2 separate regions of the Ovis aries genome follow, and region 1 is linked to region 2. The links are chromatin contacts, called in public Hi-C maps. All regions are on one chromosome and are shown on one strand. The core of a region is the stretch at or near the end of the contact, and the rest is flanking DNA. Distances in the headings are between cores, read along the strand shown.

Region 1 (7,470 bases), core at 80-2,579, 280 kb after region 2:
CAGGAGGAGAAGGGGACGACAGAGGATGAGACGGCTGGATGGCATCACCGACTCGATGAACTGAGTTTGAGTGAACTCCAGGAGCTGGTGATGGACAGGGACGCCTGGCGTGCTGCAATTCATGGGGTCGCAACGAGTCAGACACAACTGAGCGACTGAACTGAACTGAACTGAAAGATCTGGCCAGTGCGTGGTGAAGCTGGAAACAGAAAACCCAAGTATCTTCTGGAAAACAATGAAACACTATGAAATTTTGTTGCACATATTCACTTTGATCAAAACAAGTCATATTTTCATTCCCTTATCAAAATAAAATGGATTTATAAAGGTGAATTCATTTTTAACATTCTTTGCTTTTATCTTTTACAAACACACAGACACGGTATGATTGAGCCTAAGCAAAGATGAGAAGAAATTTTGTAGAAGAAAATGTATCCCATTTTCTCAGAATTTTGGCTCCTTAATTTAAAATTATCATTTATAATAAAAGAACACATGAAATAAGATTAATTTCTACACTCAAGTATTCGTGGTCAAGAAAACAGTTTTCTCTCTTAAATGCTTTTATTTAAACACTCTTCTAATTGGACAGTTAATACTAATTTCATGAACTGCAGCAGTCAATAACCTATTATGAAATGACAATAGAGGCTAACTATCACAGCATTCAGTCTTCAACAACAATTTAACACACTGAGTGGCACTATAGCATAAGCAAGGAATTATATTTAATTATTTAAGGATTATATTTAAGTATTTTTAGAATCCTCTTTAAAAATCTATAATATTTTGTTTTTTCACTTTAAAATTTATTGAACATAGTTAACAACTGTATAATATGTAAAAGTGCTATGTTTGGCATCAGAAGCATAAATAACATATAAAACATGTTTTATTCCACTCATATCATAATTTCAAAGAGGAAAACAGAAATAACTATACAGCAAACAACAGATTTTTATATATAGTTATTTTCTGAAGAATTTCTGCCAAGAAGAATTCCTCTGGTTTAGGACAATTATGTCATATGTAAAATTCAGCTCTACCCGTCCCGTAGTAGAATTTTTATTTATCATGAACACGTTTCTAAAAACAGTTCCTTGGGTGACATGGCCTGAAATGCAGCAGCAGGCTTCCTGGAGCTAAGAGAATAAGGCTTTCAGCCAATGAAACAGCCTAGTTATTATTTAAGGACTGCTGGAGGTCTGTTGTTTCTAAAATGTATCAGTGAGATAATAATTATAAAAGATACATTATCTAACTAGCATACACATGAGTCAGTCACATACTTATTCACTCCAATCTGTGGTATCTCCAAAGCCATTGTCTTTAGCTTCCTTAAACACTTTGGAGAAACTGAGACAACACAGCGTAAGTGCCATCTAGTGGTAAAGGGTTTCCTAACTGCATTAAGAATCCAGAGAAGGAAAACATCATTTCTGGGGGAATGATAACAGGGAAGGCTTTTAGATGAGCTAATAGATCCTGAAGATACTATAGTTATTTCAAGAGTTAACTGGGGGTCAGGAGCATAGGGTGTATAGACAGAACACAGAGAAAAGTATATGGCTAATACAGACAGCTTAATATGACTAGAAAAATAGTTGTGAGCGTGAAAGTCACTTAGTCGTGTCCAACTCTTTGCAACCCCATGGACTATATACAGTTCAAGGAAAAATGGTTGGATCAAAATATAAAACTCTGGTGGGGGAGAGTCTACTCTCTATCCTATGGGCAACAGAGTGCAGTCATCCATCCCGTCAACATTCACTGAATAATAACTACGTCTGAGCACTGTATTAGTTTCTGGGTATACAGTGACAAACAAAGCAAACACGGTTCCAACCCTCATGGAAATTTCAGAGTAGACAAACATTAAAAGAAAGCGGCATCGAAACTTCCGAGCAGAAAAGGAATGGAGAGCCAAAAGACTTGAGTTTGTAGCCCAGCTCAACCACTTACAGGAAGTCATTTAACCTCTGAGTCTGCAGAAAAACAGAACTACCCTGCTTATTTCACGGTGTTGTACTGAAGAGAAAACTACATTAATGTATATAATATACATGAATCTGTTTGCTCAGACTGTAATATTCTGCACAAATGTAGAGCACAATGATGAAAACAGTATTTTAGAACAAATGTTCTGGTAGAGGTATGCAAAATAAAATGAAAAATGAAAATGGATATAAGGAATTTTAAAAAACCACTAACTCTAGGAAGTTACTTTATAGAATTTACTCAGCAATATAAAAATAATCCATTACAGCATACCTGAAATGGCAATCTTTCCTCTACAAGCTGTCCGTTCTTTACTTTCAAAATTCTCCTCACTGTCAAAAGAAAATAAAAACCTAATGAAAAAACAAAGATCTTCTCTAATTAGCAATTGTTTTAACAATCTTTCTTAAATGCCTAAATACTAAAAATAAACACATATCCTGGAATAACAATGACTTCCAGTTAATATAAACTATTTGACTCAAAGTTTGTGATGTTTAGTCAACAGCTAGCTGACTTTAACAGAAATAGGGCCATTCTCTCTCTGATTTTTTTATATAACCTGTACTTTCCCTGATGAGTGCATATTAGTTTACTCTACAATGAAAGTCTTTTGTGACCTCTTACATTTATAAACAAGATATGCCATATTTACACAAGTCCTAGGAAGCATATCTTGGGTAACCATTTCATAAATTACATTTCTAGCTTACCAGATTATAGTCATCTGAAAAAGTTAATAAATAAACTTTCTAACCATGAGCTTACCACCGAAGAGTATATTATCCCTATAAAATCTCCAACAAACATTTAAAAAATTACTCTCTGCTACATATTCATGTGCAAGTAATATTGTAATTTATTTCCCTGAAGCTTTAAACGCTAAGCATATATCAGAACAATAAATTAACTAAGGTGGCAAAGGAAGGGAGTGGCCCTCTAGAGAGAATAAATGTGGAGAGGAAAACATTACCATGACAATAGAAAATGTCTCAAAGGAAATTCTTGGGATATAAGACACTTCCAGGTTTGAATGTAGACTATACTATTATCACAATTTTTTTTTTCAAAATAGTTATTTCCATTCAGTTCAGTAGCTCAGTCGTGTCCGACTCTTTGTGACCCCATGAATCTCAGCACACCAGGCCTCCCTGTCGATCACCATCTCCCAGAGTTCACTCAGACTGACGTCCATCGAGTAGGTGATGCCATCCAGCCATCTCACCCTCTGTCGTCCCCTTTTCCTCCTGCCCTCAATCTCTCCCAGCATCAAAGTCTTTTCCAATGAGTCAACTCTTTGCATGAGGTGGCCAAAGTACTGGAGTTTCAGCTTTAGCATCATTCCTTCCAAAGAACACCCAGGATTGATCTCCTTTAGAATGGACTGGTTGGATCTCCTTGCAGTCGAAGGGATTCTATTTCCATTACACCAAATCAATCCCATCTCTAAACAGTTCTCCAATATCCTGTTTCCTAATAAATAACCTACATTTAGAGATTAGCATTCCATTTCTAGAGCAATGTATCCAGGAGTATTCTGTGCACTTTTTTTTTTTTTTTGTCTCTATTCAATTTGGTTAGCCAATTAACTGCCAGTTAATTTAATTAGGTACCTCAAGTATGTGATAAGATAGAAGCTTCATTTGAATACTGTTTTGATTCTAAAAGGGCTTTTGGAGAAAGACTGAGTGGGAGTGTGAAGTGTATCTAAGTTTCAGAAGAGTATGACACATCCTATGCACACGTCAGTAGCCTTGCTAAAAAGCCTGCACATAATATTCATTACCATGCATCAAATTTTAAAACAAAATATATCATCCTACTTTTTGTTTAACTCTCTTATTGGATTAAGCCTGTAAGTATTACAGGTGAAATATATTCCAAAGGAGCAAAAATAATTTACTGAGGTACTTACGGTCAGTAAGCCTATACCGGACATTTATATATATATATAGTATTTATATAATTTATATATAGAGAATTTATAGAATCTAGCACTAAGTATAACTTAAGTAATATAGTAGACTTAAAGCCATAAATTCTCAGGATCCTATCTAATAATTTTGTGGTTACACTGGTATTTAAATTAAAACAGGGAATTCACTCAGTGAAAAATAGAAGTACTCATTATTTCAAAATAATGTTTTGTTGAATCATAAATTTTTAAGAGTCAAGTTCAATATTTCATAGACAAGTTCAGTTTGTCATGTTGGGGAATACCAGCTGGCTTATTAGGTCATCAGAGTGAAAAATTCAACTGAATAGTCTACTATGTTGTGAAATTATATACTGAAAGGCCAACTAGAAATCAAACACAAATCTCAATTTCCTCAAATTGGTACAAGAAACAGTATAAACACAGTTGGCTGGCATTTGTAAGTAAATATTTCTAAAAATATCTCCTATATGAGCAATGCATAAATTCTTCAAAATATTTATTTCAGTGAAAAAATACAAGGAAGCTCTAATACAGTGAGTAACTTCAGTATTATGGAATAGGTCATAGATTATGCTAAAATTTAAATCCATTAGGCATTATTAAATTGGATTAAATTTAAGGCTTTGGCAGACACGTGAAATTCTAAAATAATAGAAACACCAAAAGCAACTGGCTGAATATTTACCAAAAAAATTTTCCCACTCTAAATTATTCAACCACCTGGCAAGGGTATAGCTTTTTTCCCCTATAACTGTAAATTACTTGCATAGAAAAGTCCTTTTCAGGACTAGTCAACAAATTTATTATACACAAATATTATCAAACTATAATATAAATCCAATTAACCATATAATCAGTCGTATCCGACTCTTTGCGACCCCATGGACTGTAGCCTACCAGGCTCCATCCATGAGATTTTCCAGGCAAGAACACTGGAGTGGGTTGCCATTTCCTTCTCCAGAGGATCTTCCCGACCCAGGGATCGAACCCAGATCTCCCGCATTGCAGGCAGACACTTTACCGTCTGAGCCACCAGGGAAACCCCCCATAATATAAATCCAATTAACCATATAATCTTACAGAATAATTAAGTCTGCCTTTAAAAAATTAAGAGATGAAGTAATCCAGCCTCATGTTTCAGAAGCTTGAATTATTTTCAATTCAAATAACTCAATTGCTATTTAGGGTGCTAAAACGTGATGTTTTCTAATTAATCCAAATTGACAACAAAATTGTTAAACATTATCTATTTAACAATGTGCTACTGTAGCTAATGGTTTGCTACAGTTAAATAAATACTTGCTTTAAAATCTGCAATGTTAATGCCAATTCTAAATGCTACAATTAGCCAGTCTGAAGAAAAAGCAAATAACCATAAAAATCACTCAATCAAAAGCACAGCTATATAACAGTGTACCTTATTCTTATAAACCTGGTTTAGAGAATTATTTTGGTAAGATTTGTAAAAGCTAATTTAAAAGACAAAAATATAAAAGACAAATTTTTAACTATTTTATTAACATATTTCTGCCTGTAGGTAAATATAATGACCAACAGAGGGTGCCAATCAGCCACTTTGTTGCTCAAAAATCTGTATTAAAATTAGCACAGTAAATATAGTTTACCTTATTTTATATTGTTCCATATTGGAATTTACAATAGCACTGCCTTCCAGAGTTAACAAAATACATAAAGAAATGACACATGATGAAAGCATCATTTTCTTAATGAAGCACTAGAAGAATTCTAAATAGAATTCTATTATTTAAAAGCAGGTTATAAAAATCCTTCACCCCTCACGCAAGTAAGTGAAGACTAAAACACTCAGAAATGCTTAACATGGAATTTTAAGCCATCTAAAACTATGTGGTATAAATTCAATACCTTCATAAGTATGTTAAGTTGGGAAGATGAGTTTTCTACTTTAAATCTTGAAATAACAACCTAGTTTCAACAGACACCGAACAATATGAAGTTTAAAAAAGTAAAACCAGTAATGTCTTTAATATACCATATTGTATTGCAGAAATGCCAGGAGTACATAATTTCACTGGCAATCTACACTTTTAGCCTTTATTTTTGTTTATGTTATAGTATATAAGTAACTAAACTAGTCAATTGGAGTGTAAGAAACTATTTAGCTTTGTGGCATTATTAAAATCACAATCATGTTGAATGATACATATAATTAGGTCCTATAAATATCTTTGACTAGTATTATTTTCACAAAGTCAAATAAAGTTTCAAGAAGACAGACTCGTGGGTTAGGCCAGGAGAGAACATTATTGCTAAAATGTAAGTTCTGTAAGAATAGGAATTCTGGGGGCTTCCCTGGCAGCTCACTGGTGAAGAATCCACCTGCCAATGCAGTAGACGTAGGTTTGGTCCCTGATCCAGCAAGATCCCACATGCCGTGGAGCAACTAAGCTCATGCACCAACTATTATGCCTGTGCTCCAAAGCCCGGGAGCCACAACCGCCAGAGCTGTGTGCACACTCCACAACAAGAGAAGCCACTGCAATGAGAAGTCCACGCACCTCAGCAAAGCACAGCCCCCGGTCACGGCAACCAGAGAAAAGCTCATGCAGCAATGATGACCCAGCACAGCCAAAAATAAATAAAATTATTTTTTAAAAAAAGAATAGTATTTCGGCCTATTTTGTTCACTGCTCAATCACCAGTGCCCAATATATAACTCAGTACAGTCTAAGGAACTCAACAAATGTTTAGTGAATATCAAATGAAGTAAAATAGGATATGGTCATTTTGGTGGAGCAAGTCCTTATAGGTGTGACTCTTACCCATTAATAACTAGTTAGTAAGTTGCTGTTAACCTCTCAGACTCAGCATCCTCATCTGTAAATGGTGGGAAGTATTTATCTAATAGCTACTGAATAAAATAATATTTTTAATGTATTCTGTATCATTTTTAGTGTTAGTTGCTAAGTCATGTCTGACTGCAACCCCATGGACTGTAGCCTGCCAGGCTCCTCTTATCCATGGAATTCTCCAGGCCAGAATCCTGGAATGGATAGCCATTCCCTTCTCCAGGGGATTTTTCCGACCCAGGGACTGAACCCATGTCTCCTGCTCTGCAGGCAGATTCTTTACTATCTGAACCACTGGCGAAGCCCTAGTATTTCTGTATCATTCTCAGGAAGGTCCATGAAAACCAGGATTATTTTGTGAGCCCTTGTGGCTTTAGTATTAATTTGAAGCTTACATGGAAGAGGCACTAAATCATTTGTTAAAGTGATCAGAGTATGACTTCCCAGTTTCTACAAGATAATGATAGACAGTGATAGTGATAGTGAAGTCGTTCACTCGTGTCCGACTCTTTGCAATCCTGTGGACTGTAGGCCACCAGGCTCCTCCGTCCATGGGATTTCCCAGGCAAGAATACTGGAGTGGGTTGCCATTTTCTTCTCCAGGGGATCTTCCAGACCCAGGGATCAAACCCGGGTCTCCCTCATTGCAGGCAGATGCTTTAACCTCTGAGCCACCAGGGAAGATAATGATAGTCACCTAAATTG
Region 2 (7,024 bases), core at 835-3,334:
ATTCCGTGGGGTCGCAAAGACTCGGACGTGACTTAGTGACTGAGCGCACACATCCTACTTCTTAAATTATTCTTTCTGAATGGCAGAAAAACATGAAGAGAGTGAAAAATCCTCTTTCAGCACAAATTCTTTTCGGGATTTTTAAAAAGAAATTGGGAAACTATTATATGATGATCTTTTACTTGTCCTTATGTGTTTGAAAAAGTGAAAAGCCTATACTATAAGTCCAAGTCTATAATAAGTTAAATATCTCCATGTTAATCCACACACACACACACACACACACAATCTCTCTTACTTTTTTCCAAGTTGGGAATGTTTTCTGTAGAGAGGTAGCAAATCAGTTATCCTTAATGTTGAACATGGAATATCTCATTTCCAAACCTGGAGAAATGGCTGAACAAGAAAGTTCTGTTTATATATGAGTTTAAGAATTCTTTTGATATTTACTGCTCCTTGCAAGATTGTTCAAGACAAAACTGTAGCTTTCACTTCTGTGCTGTCACATACAATGGTGACCCCATAGAACGTATCAACCATGGAGTAGAATAAGCAGGTTTATTGATTGTAAAAAAAGAAAAAGAGACAAAGATTAATTCTCTAAGCTTAAGAGGTCTTTATAAACTTCATAAATTATAGCCATCAAAATGTCTTTTAAAACCATTTCCAGAGTGAATCTTTAAATAGCCTAAAACAAAGCACTAGTTTCTTAAGTTAATATTCTCTTGATATTACAGATAATTATATTAAGAAAGATTTAAATCTGTGTATATTGAATAGTTATCAAAAAATGCAAACGAGTTATTTCAGATTCTTAAGAAAGCAGATACAGTGAGCAGTGAGACAATACATTTGTTCTAAGTGTAGTAGTTGCGATGCAGCTTTTTTCCCTCAACATCCAGCATGATCTTTCCTTTTATTTAAACTGAGGAGCTGGGGGTTTGGAGTTGGCTGATGGATACCTGACATCTGGGGAAATGAATAGCAGGAGAAATGAGTTGCGAGGTAGATGTGAAAGTCACATTTGAGCCACTGTGGTATTTGAGAGTCCAGTTGTTAGTTTTGCTGGGGTTGTGACTTCATGACAAGACTTTGCAGCTGGGGGAGGAAACGGGATCCTCTGTGTGCAGTCTGAGGAGCAAGCTAGGCCCTCAGGTATCCACTCTGCCCCGATGTCTCTTTACAAAATATTTGGAATTCCAGTCTTTCCATAGGCTCCTGATACCATGGTCTATAGACTCCATTATCCCAAAGATGAATAACCATTTGCAGGGCGGCTATGAGCTGCTGCCTCTATCCCCTTACAGCTCCTGAAGGGGCTTTTTCATCTGAGATGGTCCCCCTGGCAGAATCTGTGGGTCACCAGACAAACCAAAGTCTGAGAGGTCTGGCACTGATTTCAGTCACCTCCCCTTTTCAAGAATTCTCTCCATAAAGAGTCAGTACTCTGAAGACCCAGAATCTCTCCTCACTCTCCACCTCGATTTAGCTCCTAGATTTTGCCCACCAAAGTGATGGTGAAAAGCGACTATGATCCCTTCCTTCTTTGCCCAGTGCCTGTCATACCTATCATAGACCTCCAGAATGTTTCTACATTCCTTTAGAATTCCCTACATCATTTTGGAAGAACAAATAGATAGCATTCGGTCATTTAAATCCTGTCTCCTCCCTCAAGGCACAGAGGGGAAATAAAGATAGAGATCTGCCCATCACTGGTGGTGAAACCTGAGTGAAAAAGAGGTTTGCTCCTGCATTAATGGCAAGAATGCACAGAGACACATGGTTTCAGACTAATTAGCAATACAGATGAGCTAGCAAGTCAAGTTCCATTTATAGGCTGGGGGAAGGGGAGAAGTAAAATAATCTGTGTTGTTAAGTGTTTCTGAGAAATGAAGACCTCCAGGGCAGAGAGAAGGCGGATCAGGAAATAGCTATGCAAGTCACATGCCTATGAATTTACTAAAACTTTGATCAGAGGCATTAACAATTGCTCCAGCATTCACAAGTATGAAACAGGAGTGAGTAAGACGGGGCAGGTTGGGAAGGCATTACAAAAGTGTTCGCTTACATGGTTTGTTGAGCAGTCAATGAAGTCCACAACTGTTTTGGACTTAAGTTGCCTGAGCAGTCCAGGTATGGCCAATGCAATAATACATTCCACTCTCATTAGTGACTCTTAGGGACCTCAGTGACAAAGAGCCAAAGTGCCTGGACCTCATATAAAGCCTGCTTATTTTTTTTTTTTTCTCCAATCGTCTTTCTCATAACACTTCTGCTTACCCTTCCACAGGTGGTAGGAGAGGACCTGGGTTCTGTGAGAGTGTAGTTCATTGGAAATGCTTAATTGTATTTAGTAGGCACTGTGGTTCAAGCACCGTTAAGGTGCGGCTTGGGCTGAAGCAAACTTGGAAACTCCAAGTGGCCGTCAGATCCAGAGTAGCGAGTGTGACCACAAAGAGTCGGGCACGACTGGGTGACTAACATTTACAACACTTGCTGGCCTCAGTTGACAACTCTGCTGCTGCTAAGTTGCTACAATCATGTCCAACTCTTTGCGACCCTATGGACTGTAGTCCGCCAGTGTCCTCTCTGCATGGGATTCTCCAGGCAGGAATACTGGATGGGTTGCCGTGCCCTCCTCCAGGGGATCTTCCCGACCCAGGGATTGAACCCAGGTCTCCTGCTTTGGCAGCAGGTTCTTTACCACCAGTGCCACCTGGGGAACTCCTCACAACTCTGGACTCACCTTATTAATGCCTTTATTTGAGAGAAAAAAAAATTACTCTTAAAAAGGAAACGATCAGGAAAATTACAGGACATGATATCACTCTTGCAGCTTTTTTCTTTTTAAATTTTGTTTAAATTGTGCCTATTGCTCTGAAATCATCATTTAAGCCAGAAAGTCCTCCAGGATGGAGTTGTGCTTGTTAATGGCCTGATGTGTGTTCGCATCTCAGCACAGTTGCTTCCCAAACATTTCTGTTGAGTGTGGAAAATTATTTATAGACCAACAGAATAAAAGTAAACTTGCATGATCTTAAGTCCATATAAATAATTAATGCTTTGTGAGTTCACGGAGTCAACCAGTTATCAGACACTGAGTCCCGGCAGCTGCAGTTTTCCAGCCCCACTCTGTGAGGTGTGGACTGGGGAGTATATGGAATGTAACTGTGGATTTGAAACAGAATTTCAGGGAATCGTTTATGAATTTAAAAGCAAAAATGTTGGCTTTAAGTTAAAGCCAACATGAGAGCTGAGAGCTTCTGTTTTTCTTTTCTTTTTTTCCCTAGTATTTGAAAACTGAAATTCTGTGAGAGATTATCTGTGAAATGCCTTTCTTTTATTACACCCATAAATTTCAGGAGTGGCTTTGATCAAGCTTTCTGCCATTCTTGGTTTCTAAATCTTTTACTCATATGTTAATAACTTTAAAAACACTCATCCTATTTTTGTTGTAGTGAAAGAGGAAGTTTCTAAATAGTCAAAAGGGAAACGTTGAAAATAGAACACAATAAATGATAACTAAATTAGGGTAGGTCCCCCCACCCCGCGCCAGCTTTCTGGGGCAATGCTCCATGCTGAAACTTGCCAGAGTATTTTAAGATTATTGTCTATAAAGAAAACGTACCAAAGAATTGAGATGCTCAGGGGAAAGGCATTAAAGAAATGCAAAGTATTATCAGTAATGCAGACTATACATAGAACAATGTTTGCCAGTCCTATTTTAATACTTCAGTCTGTGGAGTTTAAGTTTTCTGACTTGTGTTTAGTGTTTAAAAAACACACACACAACTTGCAAATCAAATGAGTTTATGCTCTGCTGGCTTCCTCTAGACATTGACCCTGGGGGTCAAACTCTTAGGAAAATGATGCCTGGTTTTCCATTCCCCTAATTCCAGTCTCTACCAACGAGCAAGTCCTATCTCTGAGTGGAAGCTCACAGAGAATTTCTCGAGAGACTATGTAGCTCTGTTGGCAACAAAATCCTCTCTGCAGAACGAGAAGAAAGAGTTGTTAACTGATGAGTCAATCCAGCTTTTATAGCAGTTTATCTTCGTGGTATTTTCAAGAGCATAAATGTTATAAAAAAAGAGACGGTCATGACAGGAAGAACACAGTAGGAAAAAAAACAGAAACGTTTAAGCCAAAAGCAATTTACTTTGCCAGTAACTGGTTACATTTCCTTTGTTTTATTATTATTATTGCAATATGAAAGTTTCCCACACCTGCACTGCCTGTCACATAACTTGTCAGAACCCACAGTGAAGTAAATACATAAATGAGTGCCTGCAACTCTGAGCTTCCAGACTCTTTAAGGGGGGAAAAAAAAAACATGTTTTGCTCTACTGTCAAAAAAAAAAAAAAAAAAGGAGACTATGATTCATTAATAGTTGAAGGAATTTTTTTTTAAAAAAAGGGAATAAACAAAACACATGGGTTAAATGTCAGAGTAGCCTGGAGCACTAGCAGTAGTTAATTTCTCCTGGGATTAACACCTATAGAAATAGCGGTGACTTCACAGTGGTGAATACTTGTTAATTTCATGGCACTGAGTAAGAGGAACAGATGGGCAGTCGGAGAGAGAAGATATTTTTTTAAAAAAACCATAGACATCATTCACTGATCAGGCAGAAAAGTCCATCGATGGCACACTGCAAGGGGGTGATGTACTTGGTGCTCTAAGTTTTATTGGAACGCTGTGACTTTGGTGAAAGTCTCATCACCTACTGCTCAGGATTGATGGGGACCCTGTGCTCACCAGCAGGGCTATAGGATGCTGTTTGATGCCTGAGATGGGCTATAGCGCTCTTGTGCTATGTGGTATTTGAGAGTGTTTTCATTTGGGGAGAGCTCCTTGGAGTCTGCCAGCCCAAGTTAAGACTGTAAATACGTCGTTATAAGACACAGCAAGTGTGTATGTTAAAGGGAAGTTCCTGAAAGCAGGAGCTCTGGATAAAGTCAGTTGCCTGGGTGGGAAGCTTTCTACTACCAGTAACCAGTGGTATGAAGTAAGACAAAATAATTTCTGTCTCAGTTACCTGGTCTGTAAAATGGGGATAATAATAAATGTGCCTTACTGTGGGCTTGTTTTGAGTTTTAAATGAGTTGTTGTATACAAAGCTCTGATTGGCAAGAAAAAGTGCTCTGTCAGCGTCAGTTATTATTATTAATATTTGTGGGTAATATTAAAAACATTCTTGCAAAGAGCACTGATTGAACTCTATGAATAAGCCAGGCCAGGGTTGGCCTGTGGGTATATACAATACACACGTCAAAGTAGCTGTACATTTATTGCTTCATGCTCTGTGTTTTTAAAAGTAGAACTGACTAGAACCAACTATGCTGCCAGTACATGTATTGCTAGCTTCCAAGAATCATTTTCTTGGTAGAGACTGGCCTCCTCTAAATCAGCTGGAGCTGGTGTGATTCTGGAGTTATAGGATTCGGGTTCTCTCAGTAAGTCTGCGGCCCTGAGCTGTCAAGCAGAGGGCAGGTGTAAGTTGGTCCAGGGCAGCTGAGAGGAGGTGGGCTGTTTCTTTAATAAAAGAGTTAAAGGCCGGAGCAAGCCCATCCCTGACCACCACCACACCATAAAGCATTTGTTTTCATTCACCCGGCTAGCAAATAATTTGTTTTTTTTTTTTTTTTTTTTTTTGTGACCCTGTAGGAAAAAAAGAGTAATTTGGGGACAAGAATATTTGCTGTCCCCAGAAGCCAGCCCTGCTGTCCCAAAGCTTCACCTTAGGTCTTGTGGATCTAAAAACTCTCTTAATTGTATCCTGGAGGTTCTTAACCTGGCCTGTATGGAGTTCTGCATGCCTCCCCCAGTACTTTTAACATCTGGTGTTCGGTTTATTTGCTCATTGCATGTGGGACAAGATCATGGCCCCCACTGAGATGCCAGACACAGTTACCCTAAGCAGGAACCAAAGGCTCATCTCCCACTGCGGGAGATCTTATCTCCCACGGTAAATTCCTGTTACTGGTGTTTGCTCCCAGAGCTCACAGGTGAGCAGGAAAGGTCAATGCCATTTACAGGTGCCCAATGTGATCGGTATACACGCGGTCAAGTTGACAGGCCTAGCTCTTGACACCAAGGGCGTATATGTGGGCATCTTTATTTCCAGCAGTCACTTGATTGTTCGACAATGTATTAGGCATTACTGCCCCTGGGTGGGTACTGGGGCAGAGAGAGATGAATCGGACATGGTCCTGCCATTGAGGACTCTCCGACTCAGTGTAAGAATAAGCCAGCTAAAGTAGAACTAACACAATGATACCTTCCATAAAGGCAGGTCAGAAAAGGAGCTCAGAGGTGAGACTAACAGAGGTATTCAAATTTGATACTTTGGGGATTGGTGGGATATACCTGAAATATCAGGGTACTTGTCTTCTGAGGAACAAAAGGCTTTTTCTCTTGATCAGAGTCTACTTAGAGCTTCAGTTTGTGTGGCCAGACTATTAGCTGCTAGCCTGTTCTAAATTTGTAATTCTCAGAATTTGCTGGGGAAGGGCATGTGCCTCTCTGGGTTCTAAGAGCAGCTCAAAGAATGGAGAAAATAGACCCGATTTGGGGGTGACTTATCGTCAGTTCCCGAAACCTCTGCCTTTATTTAAAACAGCCTGTTCAATGCGAGTTCTCTCTGTCTAAAAGGCCTTTGGGATTTGAAAGCTTTTCTGGAAGTAAATGCCTTTTAGGTTTAAATGCTTTTTGCCAAAATTGTTAGGAAGGAAAGATCATAGTAACAAGTCTTAGAACAGAGGCAATGTTGTTTTGTTTCTTTTAATGAAATGCCCCAGACCTACCTCAAGTTGTCAGTTTCTATCAGCTCTCTGCTGGGCTATTATTTTGATAAGGGACTTGAAAGTACATCCTTCCTTCACCGTCATTAAAGTCTTAGCACTTGGGTCAGTTGTGGCAATACTTCTGTGCTACACCGAGAGTCCTCAAATCAAAATAGTCCCCACCCTGGCTCCAGGCAGAGGGCCTCATCAGTTCATAGAAGGTGGCATCGCGCTCTGA

The links. A called contact is a pair of places that touch in the nucleus more often than the background predicts.
Region 1: a Hi-C map of mixed tissues shows a contact between it and region 2, with 7 times the contacts expected there. The contact joins two enhancer-like sites. A contact is called at or near these places in 8 of 16 Hi-C or Micro-C datasets (hypothalamus, liver, mixed tissues and 4 more).

Annotation. Positions count from the first base shown.
Region 1 is chr25:17,604,597-17,612,066 of ARS-UI_Ramb_v3.0, forward strand. RTKN2 (rhotekin 2) reads right to left here. Exons shown (of 12, transcript XM_027962251.3): 3 at 2,272-2,330. Among named protein-coding and RNA genes, the nearest start is that of RTKN2, 40 kb to the right of the region's middle. Within about 2 kb of position 1,330, at least 7 of the 54 cell types and tissues checked have an H3K27ac peak or open chromatin away from gene starts, as enhancers often do.
Region 2 is chr25:17,320,552-17,327,575 of ARS-UI_Ramb_v3.0, forward strand. The region is part of intron 5 of ARID5B (AT-rich interaction domain 5B); the gene reads left to right. Among named protein-coding and RNA genes, the nearest start is that of ARID5B, 140 kb to the left of the region's middle. Within about 2 kb of position 2,085, at least 6 of the 54 cell types and tissues checked have an H3K27ac peak or open chromatin away from gene starts, as enhancers often do.